4 separate regions of the Mus musculus genome follow, and regions 2, 3 and 4 are each linked to region 1. Evidence: chromatin contacts called from public HiChIP or PLAC-seq and promoter capture Hi-C data. All regions are on one chromosome and are shown on one strand. The core of a region is the stretch at or near the end of the contact, and the rest is flanking DNA. Distances in the headings are between cores, read along the strand shown. Region 1 holds the start of Lrrc32 (leucine rich repeat containing 32). Region 2 holds the start of Serpinh1 (serine (or cysteine) peptidase inhibitor, clade H, member 1). Region 3 overlaps Uvrag (UV radiation resistance associated gene). Region 4 holds the start of Uvrag (UV radiation resistance associated gene).

Region 1 (3,151 bases), core at 327-2,826:
AGAGACCTCTGTAGTTGGGGGAGGACATGCTTGGTTGCCCCTCTATCTCCTATCTCTTGGGGAGCCCCATCCGGGCACAGAACCCCATGTGCTTCCTAACCACAACCGCAGCCCCTGGGGGCACAAGGGAAGCAGGCCGCTCATCCTGTAGTGATGGCACCAGCCCTGCCCTGCCCCCACCTTGAGCCAAGTTCTAGGGCAACTCTGACGGTGTGAGAGAGCATCAGGCCATCATGGGGAAGCAGGTAGGGAGAGCCCCAGCCTACCTGAGTCTTTGTTCATGCTCTGCCCTCGCTACAGAGTAGTCACAAAGCCCCTTCCTCGATTGATACATGACCCCATGGACTCCAACCTGGAAAAGGTGTCCTCCTAAAGCAGCAGATGAGGAACGGTCTCTAACACCCATCGGGTGCAGGCCCAGGCCTACATCGACTTCATCCAAAAGAGCGGCTCTTGCCATTCTACACTTGGCAGAGAGGGGAACTGAAGTTCAGTCTGACTAGATAGTACACACAAGGGCTGAGGTGGGAGAGCCACAACCCTGAGAGCTCCCGAGGGTGGGTGGGGGCAGGAAGCTGGGCTACTCTGCTGCTCTGACTCCTTATAGCATCAGAGGATGCCTCCTTGGTGAACCTTTCCCTGACCTTAGGTTAGGTCAGGGCTCTAGACTGGAGTTGTCAGGGACTGTCCTCTCTGGGTTGTTCGCACCGCATGGGTCCATCCAACCACTGTGGACTAGATGGGAGGAAAGGCCCAGCTCAGAGCCCAGCCCTACTCTGGCTCACCCCGCTTGGTGCTGTTAAGATAGGGTGGATGGCCCTCCTCTAGGCGCTGTGACCACCAGGGAGAACATTATGAATACAGAACTAGAGACTGGAGGACGGCAGCAACACTCTTCACCCATCTTTCAGTCTAGACCCAGCAGGGCACGGTGCCAGTGTCTGAGGAGGCTAAGTACCTTGTAAAGGCAGCGGCTTTGGGTAAGTTATGAGACTGTCATTATGCAGTTTAACCTATCAGAGCCTCAGGTCCCCCAAATGTCCGTGGGGACCTGACAAGTCTCAACCAGCTGGCTTTTCCCTCATCCCACTCCTAGCCTCAGCTTCTCTATCAGTAAGCAGGGGACACTGACAGGCTTGGAGATGACTTAAAGGCAGGATAGCTGGGGGGGGGGGGGGGTGGATGGGACCCCCTCAGGGCCATCCCAGGGCCAAAGAAGGGTCACTTCCTTCCGTGCCGGTGGTTGCCAGTCACCTCTGGGTGGCCCCCTGCCTTGGTGCGGTGGCGCCAGGATTTCCTCCGCGGACCTGCGGCTCCCTGCACCCAAGACCTCGCGGGCCCACGGCTGCACGTGCGGCTGCCTCGGCCTAGCTTCTTTTGTGATCCTTCTCCCTCCAGTCGTTTTTCGGTTTCAAGCGCCGCCCTAGCTGGGTCCGGGCGATTCCAGAGCAGAGGCGATGCTCGGTTCCTAGGTCCGCACGGCTGGCAGGGCGGTGTTAGGACCCCGCGGCTCAGAGTCCCAGGGGGCGTGGCCGGGCGGCCGGTGCTATTTAAAAGGCGGGCGCCGCCCCCTCCCGGCCGGCTGGAGCGGCGCTGCAGCGGTCCGGCCTCGGCGGGCCAGACCCCCGGGGTTGCGCGAACGATGCGCGGAGGAGTCAGGCGGCGGCGGCGGCGCTGAGCCAGGTAGGGGCGGCGGTCGGCGGCGGTGCCTAGAGAGCTAGGGCCGGACCCTCCCTCGGCACCCGGGTGTTAGCAGATCTACCTAAGGAAGGGCTCAGATAGGCGTTCCCATTTGACAGCTGGGAAAATCGAGGCAGGAAGCTCTGGGTGTGCCTAGGAGCACACAGCCAAGCAAGCAGATTAGGATTTGAATTCAGGTCTGCCCCAGGCAGACATGGGCTTTCCACACTACCACTATTATCTGGAGGGGATACCCAGAACTCTTTGGGGAGACTTCTTTATGTGTGATAGATAGGAGGGACCCCCCTACCCCACCTCCACCCTGACATTTCACATCACAAGCACATTCCTTTGGGTTAAGGTCTGATTCCCCTGAGATGTAGGATGTCTCTAGAACGGGCTGCCCCTAGTGAGTGATTCACTGCACTGTGAGCCTTGAAGCTGCTCTCCCAGGCCCCCTTTGACAGTAGTCATAACAGACTGAGAGCCCTACCGCTCAGTATACTCCTGGGCCTGGGGCTGTAGGCTCCTGAGTAACTTAGGAAGGAAGTCTTGGCAGTTGCTTTGGAGGCACAGGGGCTGGATTCTGATACCGACTCTTCGATTTACTGTACAAGTGCCTTAGGGTAAGTCATTTCTCTGAATCTCGTGGTCTGGGAGAGAGATCCACAGGGTGCCCGTGGGGTCTGCACTAGTGGAGACCACCCAGCACTAAGGGACTATAGATCTGGCTGAGTCCCAGTTGCAGCACACCTAGGGGCTAAGGATCAGGCACTTTGCCTTCCCAAGCCTCGGTCCTCCAGTCTGTAAATGGGAATTATAGTAATCACCTCACTTGGTGGTTGTGAGAGTTAAAAGACCTGCAGTCAACCTAGGGCTTAGAAAAATTGTAACCTCCTTGCATAGTAGGGGCAGTCTTATTTTTATTATAGGTTTGACTCCACTATCTGTCTGTCCCCCTCTGTCATGCACGCGCGAGCACGCGTGCATGTGCACACACACATACAAGCACATACAGAGATATTCTTTGACACCTCTCCAATCAGAATCCAGCTACCTGCCTGCAGAGCCAGGACCTCTATCCTCAGCATCGTTGGTATCTGAACCATCAGGGAAGGACATGGAAGGGTCCCAGTACTTTCCTGGTCATGCTCCACCTGATCCATGCTAAGCAAGGATAGCCAGTGTTGGAATGGGAACTGGTGTGTCCTGCAGATGAATCACCTAGGCAAGGAGAGATAAAGAATTTGCCCTGAGGACCACACTAGCCAGTGGTGGGGCTTGACAGTGAGCCCTGGGTTTGAATGCCTCTGGTTGTCCCTGGGGGGCTGAGTTCTCACTGCTGCAGATGGGGCACAGCAGGGTGCTTCTTTCCACCATAATTCTGTGGGGACTGTCTCTTCTGGATGTGCAGAGGAAGGAGAGACAGGGTCCCTTTGGGCATCCCTACCTTAACCCCAGGTCCTAACTT
Region 2 (3,156 bases), core at 399-2,898, 860 kb after region 1:
ACAGGCAAGCCCAGCCCATCTGCCACAGGGAAACGCCAGCCCTCCGGCCAAGGTTAGACATTTTACAGTACCATCAAAACAAAACCAAAAAAATATAAGATATCACAGAGCCAAAGGCCGTGTCCACCACTGGGCCAGGGAGCCTGTGATGGGAAGCCTGTAAGGGGAGCAGATGCCAGGAGGCAGGGAGGAGCACCAGGGGGTTTCTCAGACACTTGGTGGGTCTAAAGTACCTTGAAAGGGCCTCAGAGGGAGATCATTGCCTGCCTTTTTCATTCTGAAAGAAAACAGAAGAGTGAAGAAATGGGAACCCCTAGAGACGTGGGGAGCAGAGGCCGGTCGGGCCCAGTCCCCAGTGGGTACCCGGAGTAAGGAGGTGGATGACCTCTTTTGCAGAGGCAGAAACCAGGGCCCAGCTTGGGCCTCTTCGGCTCAAGCAGGTCAGGCTTTCTCCCGGGGGCTCTGCCTTCAGCAAAGCTCCCAGGCCGACCACTGTGGAGTCCTGTTACACAGCAACCCACTACAAAAACACCTCGGCAGGGAATCCTCGGAGAGAGACAAAGGACCAGACGGAAATGGGGGATGGGTACAGAACTATCAGAGAGTAGGGTGTGGCCTCGGCCTTACTTCCAGGCAACCAAAGCCCCCAGTTTTCCAAGGGCCTCCATGCGTGCCCTGGATGCCAAAGGGCCCAGAAGGAAGCACAGGAAGTTGATAGCTAGGCCGTTAGACCATACAGGGAATGGATGCCTTCTTCCTTTCGTCTGGAGGCTCAGGAATGTCCCCCAAGCTGGAGGCAGGATACCTCAAAGCCTCAGAGGAAGTCCTCGCCCTGCAGGAACCAGATGGGTGGACGGAAGGACCAGGGTGACTCAAGTCACCCAGGGCCTGTGGACCCTGACGACACCCCTTTCGGGTGAGGTGAAAGCAGAACTAATTGGTCAAGTCCGGCCACCTTCCACATAGGATACTGATTAAAAAGCGACTGCTCCCCAAAGCAAGGGGGTCCTTAACAGCTAGAGATGAGACACCAAGTCTACACCTCTTGTGCTAGGTTCAGAGGCCCCTACACAGCCTGTGGGGAGGTTGGTCTGGGATCAATCACTGCGGGTCCCTGGGCCTCCACTCCTGAGTTAGGGACTGCAGAGCTGGCCCTTCCCCGTGGACGATGGGACAGTCAGGTCTTTCCCCTCCCCTCTCAGTTGTGCAGAAGGTCACCAGCATTTAGTCCCAGCTCTACGCATTCCCTCTCACCACCTTTAACCTTCCCCGAGCTGAGACTTCTCCGTACTTTACCAGGCAGTCCGCGTACTAGACCGCAGCTCCAGGGAACCCAGGCAAGTGACAGTTCCAAGTCCGATCTTTCACTGCCCACCTGTGTCAGGACCCCAAGCTTTGGAGCGATCCGTTCCCCCTTGGCCAATGCGCAACCCCAAATCGCCCGGCCGCTCCCGCCCCTCACCTGGGCCGGGCTGGGCTGCTCCGGGACCGACAGGGCAATCGCTCCTCAGACAGGCTCTGCTCAGCTCACTGCCCCGGGCCCTGGATCTATATATGGCTGGCCCCACCCCCTCCTGCCTGTCCCAAGAAACTTCTGGAAAGTTGGAAACGCTTCCGGAGGGCGCCGTGGCTCGGAGAGGAGAAAAAAAGCCAAAGACCTCCCCCAAACCACCCTGGCTCCCGCCCCTGTGCCTGCGGGCTCTCTCCCAGCCCCTGGGTCCTACTGCCCCCTCGCCCTACTAGGTAGAGGGGACTCTCCTCCCGCACCAGCTAGACCTTGGGAGCCAGGGCATTCTTGGGATTCCGCGGTCCTGGACGTGGAAAAGCAGGGTTTAGACTCGAGAGTGAACTGAAGGCAGACAGGCTCCAAAGTCCTGCGCTCGGGGACTGGAGTTGTCGTCTTCTCGGGGTTGCCCACACAAGCCTGCTCTGATCACATATCCCTTCTGCCCCACATGACCCTGCTCTGCCCCAGTAGATCCATTGCCTACTGTTATCAAGCTTTAATCAGGGACCCCTGATGCTACTCCTTAGTCAGGGGCCCTCTCCTTTGCCTTAGGAAAAAGTCAGAGGCAGGGGTCCCTCTCCAAACCAGGGTTCACCCTTGAAACATCCCTGGGGAGGAGAGGCCCTGAGAATTCTAGCTGGACCCTCACCCTGGCAACCAAGTCTTGAACTGATTTCAGACAGACACCTAGGTGGTTCCACTGGACATGAAGTAGTATACAGCAGGGAACATCCTGGATGAATTAAATACAGCATTGTGTGACTTTCCTTCTGGGCCAGTACCCTTGGTTGATGTTAAGTCCTAACTGCCCCTTTCTCCGTCTCAAATGGGTCATCCCTGCTATCTCCTTCCCTCCCTCCCTATCTCCATTGCCTCTTGGGGCTCAGGGTCTCACTATCTCAGGCTCTCCCGCCCCACCCCACCTCTTACACTGAGATAGCTTCTTGAGCCCTGAGTTAACTGATAGTATTCTTTACTATTCTAGTGTCATGCACAAATCTGCACAACTGGGCAAAGTCCCTGCCTTCAGGACCTCCTTTGTGAGGGGTGTGTGCAGCTAGTGGGGAATTCAGTAGGTGAGGCCTGTTGTTTTAGGATCCTCCTATCTTCTGATAGTGGAATGACAGACAACAGATGGACATCACTAGAGAGGAGGTGGAGTGAGAGGCTTTTCCCCCTCTTTTCAGTGCACTGGGGCTGGAACCCAGATCCTCAGGAAAACCAGGAAAGAAAGCATCCTGCCACTGAGCCCCAGCCCCAGCCCCAGAGAGACCCTGTATGCATTCACTCACATTCAATCAACAGACTCATAAGTATTTTCTTTCTCCCAGATGCAGAGCCTGTGGAACAGATGTATCCTTGCACTCAGCATCCCAAAAGATGAGTTCTCTGCAGTTATAGAGAACAGTGGGGGAGGGAATGGACCCCCAGCCTTCCCCACTTCGGGCTGAGGGAAATATTAGATCCTAATAGACTTAGACCCCAATCAAAGGATCAGAGAGTATACGGATTTGCAAGTGACTGCCACAGATGATAATATCATTCAGAAGCCCCACAACGTCTTTGAACTTCGTGAAGGAATCTTAGCTTGGTAGGATCTCAGAGTCAAAGGTCTTGAGAAGAAGAAAAAAAAAATCATGGTACCAGGC
Region 3 (3,422 bases), core at 403-2,902, 550 kb after region 1:
TTCACTAAGTAGTGCACAGGCATACAGACTCCTCCCACTACGGTAAGGACACCGGGTACTCTCCCGAAAGCTACTGGGGAAAACCCAGCAGGTCTTAGCATCTGTTCATTTCTCCAGTGGGTCTGTTTGTAAACCTACAACGTAGACCGTGATGAACTAGATGTGCAGGGTAGGGCAGAGATAATTAGATCAGATATCACCATTCTCGACTTTCTGGCCCCTTATGGAGAGACAGACTTGTAAGCATATGCATCTACTGTGAGATATCAACCTTACAGACTGCCACAAAATGGATATTTCATGACACCGATGCTCCTTACTGCGCTAAGGAGACACATTTGCTGTATATTTTAAATACACTTGGCCACTAGAGTGGTAAGACACGTAAGTGTAAGTCTGTGTAACATGACTACATCAGGTGAGGATTTCACACTCTTCCTGTCTTCTGAGAAACAGATAATAAATTATATAGAGAGTCTACAGTTTATTACAAATTTACCCTTTATTGTAAAACATGTTATTAAACAATTATATACAGTTGTGGGTTAGGGGAGACTCTCTAAAATCAAGTTACATTGTTCAGGAAGTCAGGTGTACTAAATACATTTTCAACTTAAAATAGGCTTATTGGGGGAGGAGGCAGACATAGCTAGCTTAGCAATTACTGCTCCTAGAGAAGACCCAAATTCAGTTCCCAACACTGAAATGGTGGCTGGCTCACAGTGGCCTATAATTCCAGCTCCACCTCCAGGAGAGCTGACATTTCTATCGACCTCTGAAGGCACTGGACATGCACATGGCGTGCTTGCATACATATACATTAAACACTCATTCACAGAAAATAAAAGTAAGTAACTCTTAAAAGAAAAAATGGTTAAACTAGAAAAGGACTCCACTGGATGTCATGGGCCACACACAGTCTGCTTCAGAGGGAAATGTTACAAAAATGTGAATTTTCCCCAACCCCATTTTTTGCTCCTTTCTGAACAATTCAGTAGAACAATTCAATTTGGTCCCCTCTGATAGGACCAAATAAAGTAAAATTCCATGTGGCATTGAAGATATGGACGAGGTGGGATCCTGGCACAGCTGTAATAGCCAGGGCAAGCCACAAGGACTCCAACCCAAGTAGATGAAGATGCAGTCCTGGGTGGAGGGCATGCCGGGTTGGGTATGTGAAACGACAGCAGGAACAGCCAGACAGACTATACACACTGGGAACTGGCTGAATAGTGAATGTCATGGAGGCAGGTAGCAGAACTCACAGTGCTGGAGAACGTGGTCATAACTATGAACTGTAAAACAAAAGCCCTCAAATGAGCCCCTGGATCCACTACATCCAGGGATTACACTAGATCCAGGGATCTGGATTACAGTATGCCTGTATAAATTCAGGTTTCAACATGGGTAGATGGTAAGAGAGGCAGAGGATATAAACATGCAGACACACACAGGCATGCCTGTGTGTGCAGAGGGATGGGGACAGAGGTAGACCAGATGCAAAGAAGACACAAAGGCCCAGATCCTAACTCCTACAAAACTGCGCTAAAGGAACCGGAAGGCCCTCAAGTGACAGGTTCCCTTGGGGGCAGAGGGAAGCCTGCAGAGCAGTCACTACTGGGCAGTGAGGAAGCTGTTCTCAGAGAATGAGGAAGGAAAGAAGGGGCTTGAGCCTTACAGTAAGGAGTTACAGTACCACATGACAACCCACTGGCTCAGAGAGAATCTGCCTGTCCACACTGACAGGCAGACAGACAGGAGAAGACTAGATATTTTCTTACACTAGAATGTCAGCGGATGAAAGTAGAAGAGATGAAGGAATTAGAAAGTAATCAGTAATACAGACAACATAAACGTGTGCTGAAACCAGTGGGAGGAACTTCGATGGGAAATCATCTAAGTCAAAAGGGTTAACTTCACTGAGGAAAAGGATGACAGCCATCACCCTGATCAAATCTTCCCATGCAAGAATGTCCATATTGTGACAAACTGAAATGGGCATTAGTCAAGACTGAACAAATTATATAAATATTAGGACTTAAGTAAGAATGCTTACCATCTTCATGAGGAAACATCAGACAAAACAAAATGACAGGCATTATAAAATGACTGCCAAGAGAAGACTGAGGAACTGCCTCAGACTGAGAGGAGGAGGAAAGAGGACAGCTACCGAGTGGTACGGGATGGAATCCTTTTGGTATGAAGGACACGGAAACAGATGGAGACTCTTGAGACTTGACGTGATGGATGGATTGGGTGTTGCTGAGGTGTGAATGGGAACTGACTGATTTCCAGGGCTGCACCGCAGTTATCTAGGCAAACGCTTGTGTTTGCAGACGCTTTACTGATGCCCCTGGTACAGCTGGGAGGGCCCTTCTAATTTACTTTCAATGGCAACAGGGGGAGAGCACTTGTTACTATTTCTGCAACGCTCCCATAAATTTGGAAATATTTCATAGGAAAAGAAATATAAAATGCTCAAGAAACGAAGGCAAGAAATACATACCGAATCTCAACCCCAATCTCCCCAAACAACACAGCCATCGACAGCTAGTCTGCTCACTGCAAGCCATCAACAGCTAGTCTGTTCACTGCAGGCCATCGACAGCTAGTCTGTTTACTGCAGGCAACACACCCGTCAACAGCTAGTCTGCTCACTGAAGGCAACTTCAGCCAGTGGCATCACTGAGCAGGGCGACATATTTCACAAGATCAGCTTCCTCCCAGAGATAATTCACTCAGTAACTAACTTATTGAGAATGAGTTTTCAATGCCAGCTTTATCACTAAACTGTAATATTTAAGTCACTGGGGATGTGGAGACTAGATCAGCAGGATTGGTTTGGTTTGGTTTGGTTTGGTTTGGTTTGGTTTGGTTTGGTTTGGTTTGGTTTTTCAAGACAGGGTTTCTCTGTGTAGCCCTGGCTGTCCTGGAACTCACTCTATAGACCAGGCTGGCCTTGAACTCAGAAATCTGCCTGCCTCTGCCTCCCAAGTGCTGGGATCAAAGGTGTGCGCCACCACTGCCCGATTAGCAGGATTTGTAGGACACAGAAGAGACAAGAGTTTCTGAACCTGGCCTGTACGTTCTCTCTGTCAGTGGAAGAAAATGTACGGTTGCAGATAGCTTAACTCTAGCTTTAGGGCTATTGTTTGGCAGTTTATATAAAGGAGGCACCATTCTATTTCAATTTTCAAGCAAAACGTTAAATGTTGCTCACACACAAATGGCTGGAATTCACGTATCCAACCCAGAGAAACATTCTTTGTCCTTTATAACTAAGCAAATGAATTAAAATATAGCCAAAAGAAATCTATTCAGGCGTTCGGGAGATGGCTCAGTGTTTAAGAGGACGTACTGTTCTTGCTGAACTGGAGATTGCTTCCCAGCTCCAACGCTGGGCAGCGTACAAGCACCTGTGA
Region 4 (3,064 bases), core at 548-3,047, 650 kb after region 1:
AGGACACTATATGCCAATCTAGAAACTCGACCAACACTAACAAATGGAGTTGAACTGTGTTGAACCGGCAGTTGGCTTGGATTAGTTCTTCTAGTTTTGAACCGTTATTGCTAGAACAGGCTCTAGTCAGGAAAACATGCCTTGTTCTCTTCTCCAACCCGCCATGCTCTCACAGCTTCCCTAAACTATGCCCATCTAGATGCCCAATTTCTCCAGGCGGCTCCTAACAGTGCTCACTATTGCTTCTCCCAGCAGGCCCTCACACTCCACCTCCCACACAGGCAAAAATTCACATTAATGCCCAATCCACAGACTACTCTCCCAGCCACCCTCTCATCCTCTCCCACGACCTGGAAACGCAATACAAGCCTCATTCCTTTCCAACTCCTAATATTCTCCAAACTCCCTCTCCAATGGCACTACAAAACCTGGGCACATGCCTTCTGATTTGCTAAATTCTCTCCTACTACAGAGCCTTGCTTCTGCAGTTAACGTTGCTTCCCTACTCATCCGGCACCTCATCCGGCACCGGGTTGGGGGGGTGGGGTGCAACATTGCTCTTTCCTTTACATTCCGATGCACTCTATGCCTGGCCCTCTCTCCCATAGCCTCTGCGCTCCTAAGTGGCTCCTTCCTGTCTCTTGCAAGGATGGAAAGTTACAGAAAGGGTCTGAGGGAGCTCGTCCTGTGGACCGTGGTGGAGCAGCTGCTCTCAAGTCTAAAGCAAACTATTGCTGCTGAGCACAAGCTGGAGTCAGACTCTGTATTTGGAAATCCATCCCCACCAGAAACACTAACAGAGAGGCAGTGAGCAAGCTTGTTCCTAGAACTGAGAAACCGGGACAATAAAACCAGCTATCTCATGGAGTTGTGACGATTCAATGCTCACTTTGCACAGACCCAGCTCGGTAACCTCTCCATGACTGACAGTTTCTCCAGGTCCTCTTCAATGCTAAGGTTCCTGCAGAGTCTCCCCGAGGGACTGAGGGAGGCCAGTGGAAGATGTACTGATAGGCGGGTGTTGCCAAGAATTTTGTCAGATTCCCAAAGTCAGTGTTCTCTTGTCCTTATTACACACACACACACACACACACACACACACACACACACACACACACACGTGAGATACAAGCTATGAATATTTACTTCAAATCCTCCTTCCAGACACTCACCCGAGGGAGTGGAGTGTGCCATGAGGATCTGAGATTGGAAAGGAAACCCCAACGTCCCAAATACCTTCCTCAGGAGGAGCGGAAGGAAGCACCCGAAACGCTAAGAATAAGTGCAGAAAACCGACTCCTCGATCGGGGAGCGAAAGGGAAAGCGCGGCGGCGGCCAGCGGGGCAGGGCTCCCCGGCGCCTTCTTGGAGGGATGCGGGGGTCTGAGCGCGGGAACGGCCGGGGAGGGGGCTCCTCCTCCTGTCAGCCCTCCTCAGCCCTGCGAGCCCCGCCAACCTTCTCCGCCCCCCGGCTCGCGGCCGGCTCACCTGCTGAGACGGCAGCTCCACATGCAGGGCCCGCGCGGGGGCACCGGACGTCAGCGCGGCGGACGGGCCCGGGGGTGGCAGGGGCACCGGGCCCCCGAGCGAGGCGCAGGAGCTCATCTGGACCCCTGAGCCGCCGAGCGGCCAGGTGGGCAGTCCTCCCGCATCGGCCGCTGCCTCCCGAGCTGTGATTCGCAGAGCCCCTACAGCCTAGAAACCGGGCACCGAGAGCCCCAGCAGCTCTGCGCCCGCGCTGGCCACCGCCGCTGGCTAAGGAAGAGCCATATTACCGCAGTGCAACCCCTCCACCCGGCCCAGAGCTGGCGTGCTCATTGGTTCCGTTTCTGAGAGGGCGGGACCCGGTGGCGGCCAAGGGACGTGCTATTGGCCAGTGGGCCCGTCCGTCGTCGGCCGCAATGGCTAGGGGCGGAGGGACTCTAGGATGGCCTCAATTGCGTCTGTCAAACCCGGGCTAAACCTGGGGCGTAACTTCTCTTTGCCTCAGCCTAATTGGCCCTTTCCCTATTGAGGGGTGTGGTCTCCTAGGGAAGCCTCGTGGGCTATTGCTCTAGAGCGCTGTCAGTTGTCAGTGAAACAGGGACGGCTTCTTGATTAGGTAGAGCGCGCGCCTGGTATGTCGTGTCACGTGCAGAAGTCTGGAGAGTCACCTGATTAGTGAGAGTCAGTCCTCTAAGCCACTTCCGCCCTAACCTAGTTGCTATGGTAACAGAGCCTCCAGTGGAGGGCGGGGACCCGCTTGGCACCAGCTGAGTCGGGATGGATGGATGGTCTGACTTCCCGAAGTGTTCTCATCCACGTACAAAAAAAAAAAAAAAAAGCCACGCTTTATGACTGAGAGGGGGAGCCGCCACCGAGCCGCGATCACTGAGACCAAAGATCCATCGGGCAGTCCACCAGCTCTTCAGTGATCCACTCAGACCTGCAAGTCCACGCCCCTTCTAGCTTCTATAACTAGTAAGCTTAGCCACAAAGTGTGCCAGCCAGCCAAGAGACTGTCTCACCTCTGCTGGTGGGATGCTTATGCTCTGCCTAGAAAGCCTTTACTGCTTGTGACTAACGCTTGCTTAGCCATCGTATTTCAGCTGGGGCAGGAGTCCTTCCAAAAGACTTCTCTGAAACTCCGAATTAGGAAACTTGCCTTTACCACAGACCTGCTTATTCTATTGTGTTGTCTTTGTTTGTTTACTTGCTTTGCGCGGGGGCGGGGCGGGGGGAGGGGCGAGATTTGGCTGACCTGCCACTCACCATGTAGCTCAATCTACCTCAGCTCCCCAGGTGCTGGGACTACAGGAGTGTGCCACCACAGCAGCCTCCACTTTGTCTTTTAATAGTCATTTAACACACACAGCCTCCCCGAATTCAAACACTCATATGTGAATTCCTCAACCAAAAGACCTTGTCTGATTCGTCCCTGGATCCGCATTGCTTGCAGATAATAGAGAAATGAATATGAAGGTACAGCTCAAATGCCCTCCCTTCCCTGAAGACTTCTTTGACCATAATAGCAGCTACAGCCATTGCTTCTATAAGTAGCACTGAGTCATTTTGCAGAATATTGA

The links. Promoter capture Hi-C pulls out the DNA fragments that hold promoters and counts their contacts. HiChIP or PLAC-seq counts read pairs in DNA pulled down with a chosen protein or histone mark. Capture Hi-C pulls out chosen DNA fragments and counts their contacts.
Region 2: a contact with region 1 is called in a promoter capture Hi-C map of liver, with 2.6 times the contacts expected there. The contact joins the promoter of Serpinh1 here to the promoter of Lrrc32 in region 1. A contact is called at or near these places in 1 of 39 promoter capture datasets (liver), 1 of 15 datasets of contacts at CTCF or cohesin (embryonic stem cells), 1 of 115 datasets of contacts at active chromatin or transcription factors (embryonic stem cells) and 1 of 9 other capture datasets (liver).
Region 3: a promoter capture Hi-C map of hematopoietic stem and progenitor cells shows a contact between it and region 1, with 3 times the contacts expected there. The contact joins the enhancer-like site here to the promoter of Lrrc32 in region 1. A contact is called at or near these places in 5 of 39 promoter capture datasets (cranial neural crest, frontonasal cranial neural crest, hematopoietic stem and progenitor cells and 2 more), 2 of 115 datasets of contacts at active chromatin or transcription factors (embryonic basal ganglia and forebrain) and 1 of 9 other capture datasets (embryonic stem cells).
Region 4: a contact with region 1 is called in a CTCF HiChIP or PLAC-seq map of embryonic stem cells, with 7 times the contacts expected there. The contact joins the promoter of Uvrag here to the promoter of Lrrc32 in region 1. A contact is called at or near these places in 5 of 39 promoter capture datasets (the 3T3-L1 cell line, the C10 cell line, cranial neural crest and 2 more), 2 of 15 datasets of contacts at CTCF or cohesin (embryonic stem cells and large pre-B cells), 11 of 484 Hi-C or Micro-C datasets (B cells, CD4 T cells, the N1E-115 cell line and 5 more), 10 of 115 datasets of contacts at active chromatin or transcription factors (astrocytes, bone marrow-derived dendritic cells, bone marrow-derived macrophages and 7 more) and 3 of 9 other capture datasets (adipose tissue, embryonic stem cells and pancreatic islet).

The regions. Positions count from the first base shown.
Region 1 is chr7:98,488,415-98,491,565 of GRCm38.p6, forward strand. Lrrc32 (leucine rich repeat containing 32) reads left to right here and starts at 1,577. Exons shown (of 3, transcript NM_001113379.2): 1 at 1,577-1,683.
Region 2 is chr7:99,351,591-99,354,746 of GRCm38.p6, forward strand. Serpinh1 (serine (or cysteine) peptidase inhibitor, clade H, member 1) reads right to left here and starts at 1,649. Exons shown (of 5, transcript NM_001111044.1): 1 at 1,463-1,649.
Region 3 is chr7:99,041,904-99,045,325 of GRCm38.p6, forward strand. The region is part of intron 6 of Uvrag (UV radiation resistance associated gene); the gene reads right to left. Among named protein-coding and RNA genes, the nearest start is that of Uvrag, 98 kb to the right of the region's middle. Within about 2 kb of position 1,653, at least 60 of the 459 cell types and tissues checked have an H3K27ac peak or open chromatin away from gene starts, as enhancers often do. A contact at or near this core is called in hematopoietic stem and progenitor cells, where this site is marked.
Region 4 is chr7:99,139,347-99,142,410 of GRCm38.p6, forward strand. Uvrag (UV radiation resistance associated gene) reads right to left here and starts at 1,798. Exons shown (of 15, transcript NM_178635.3): 1 at 1,488-1,798. The coding sequence starts at 1,604.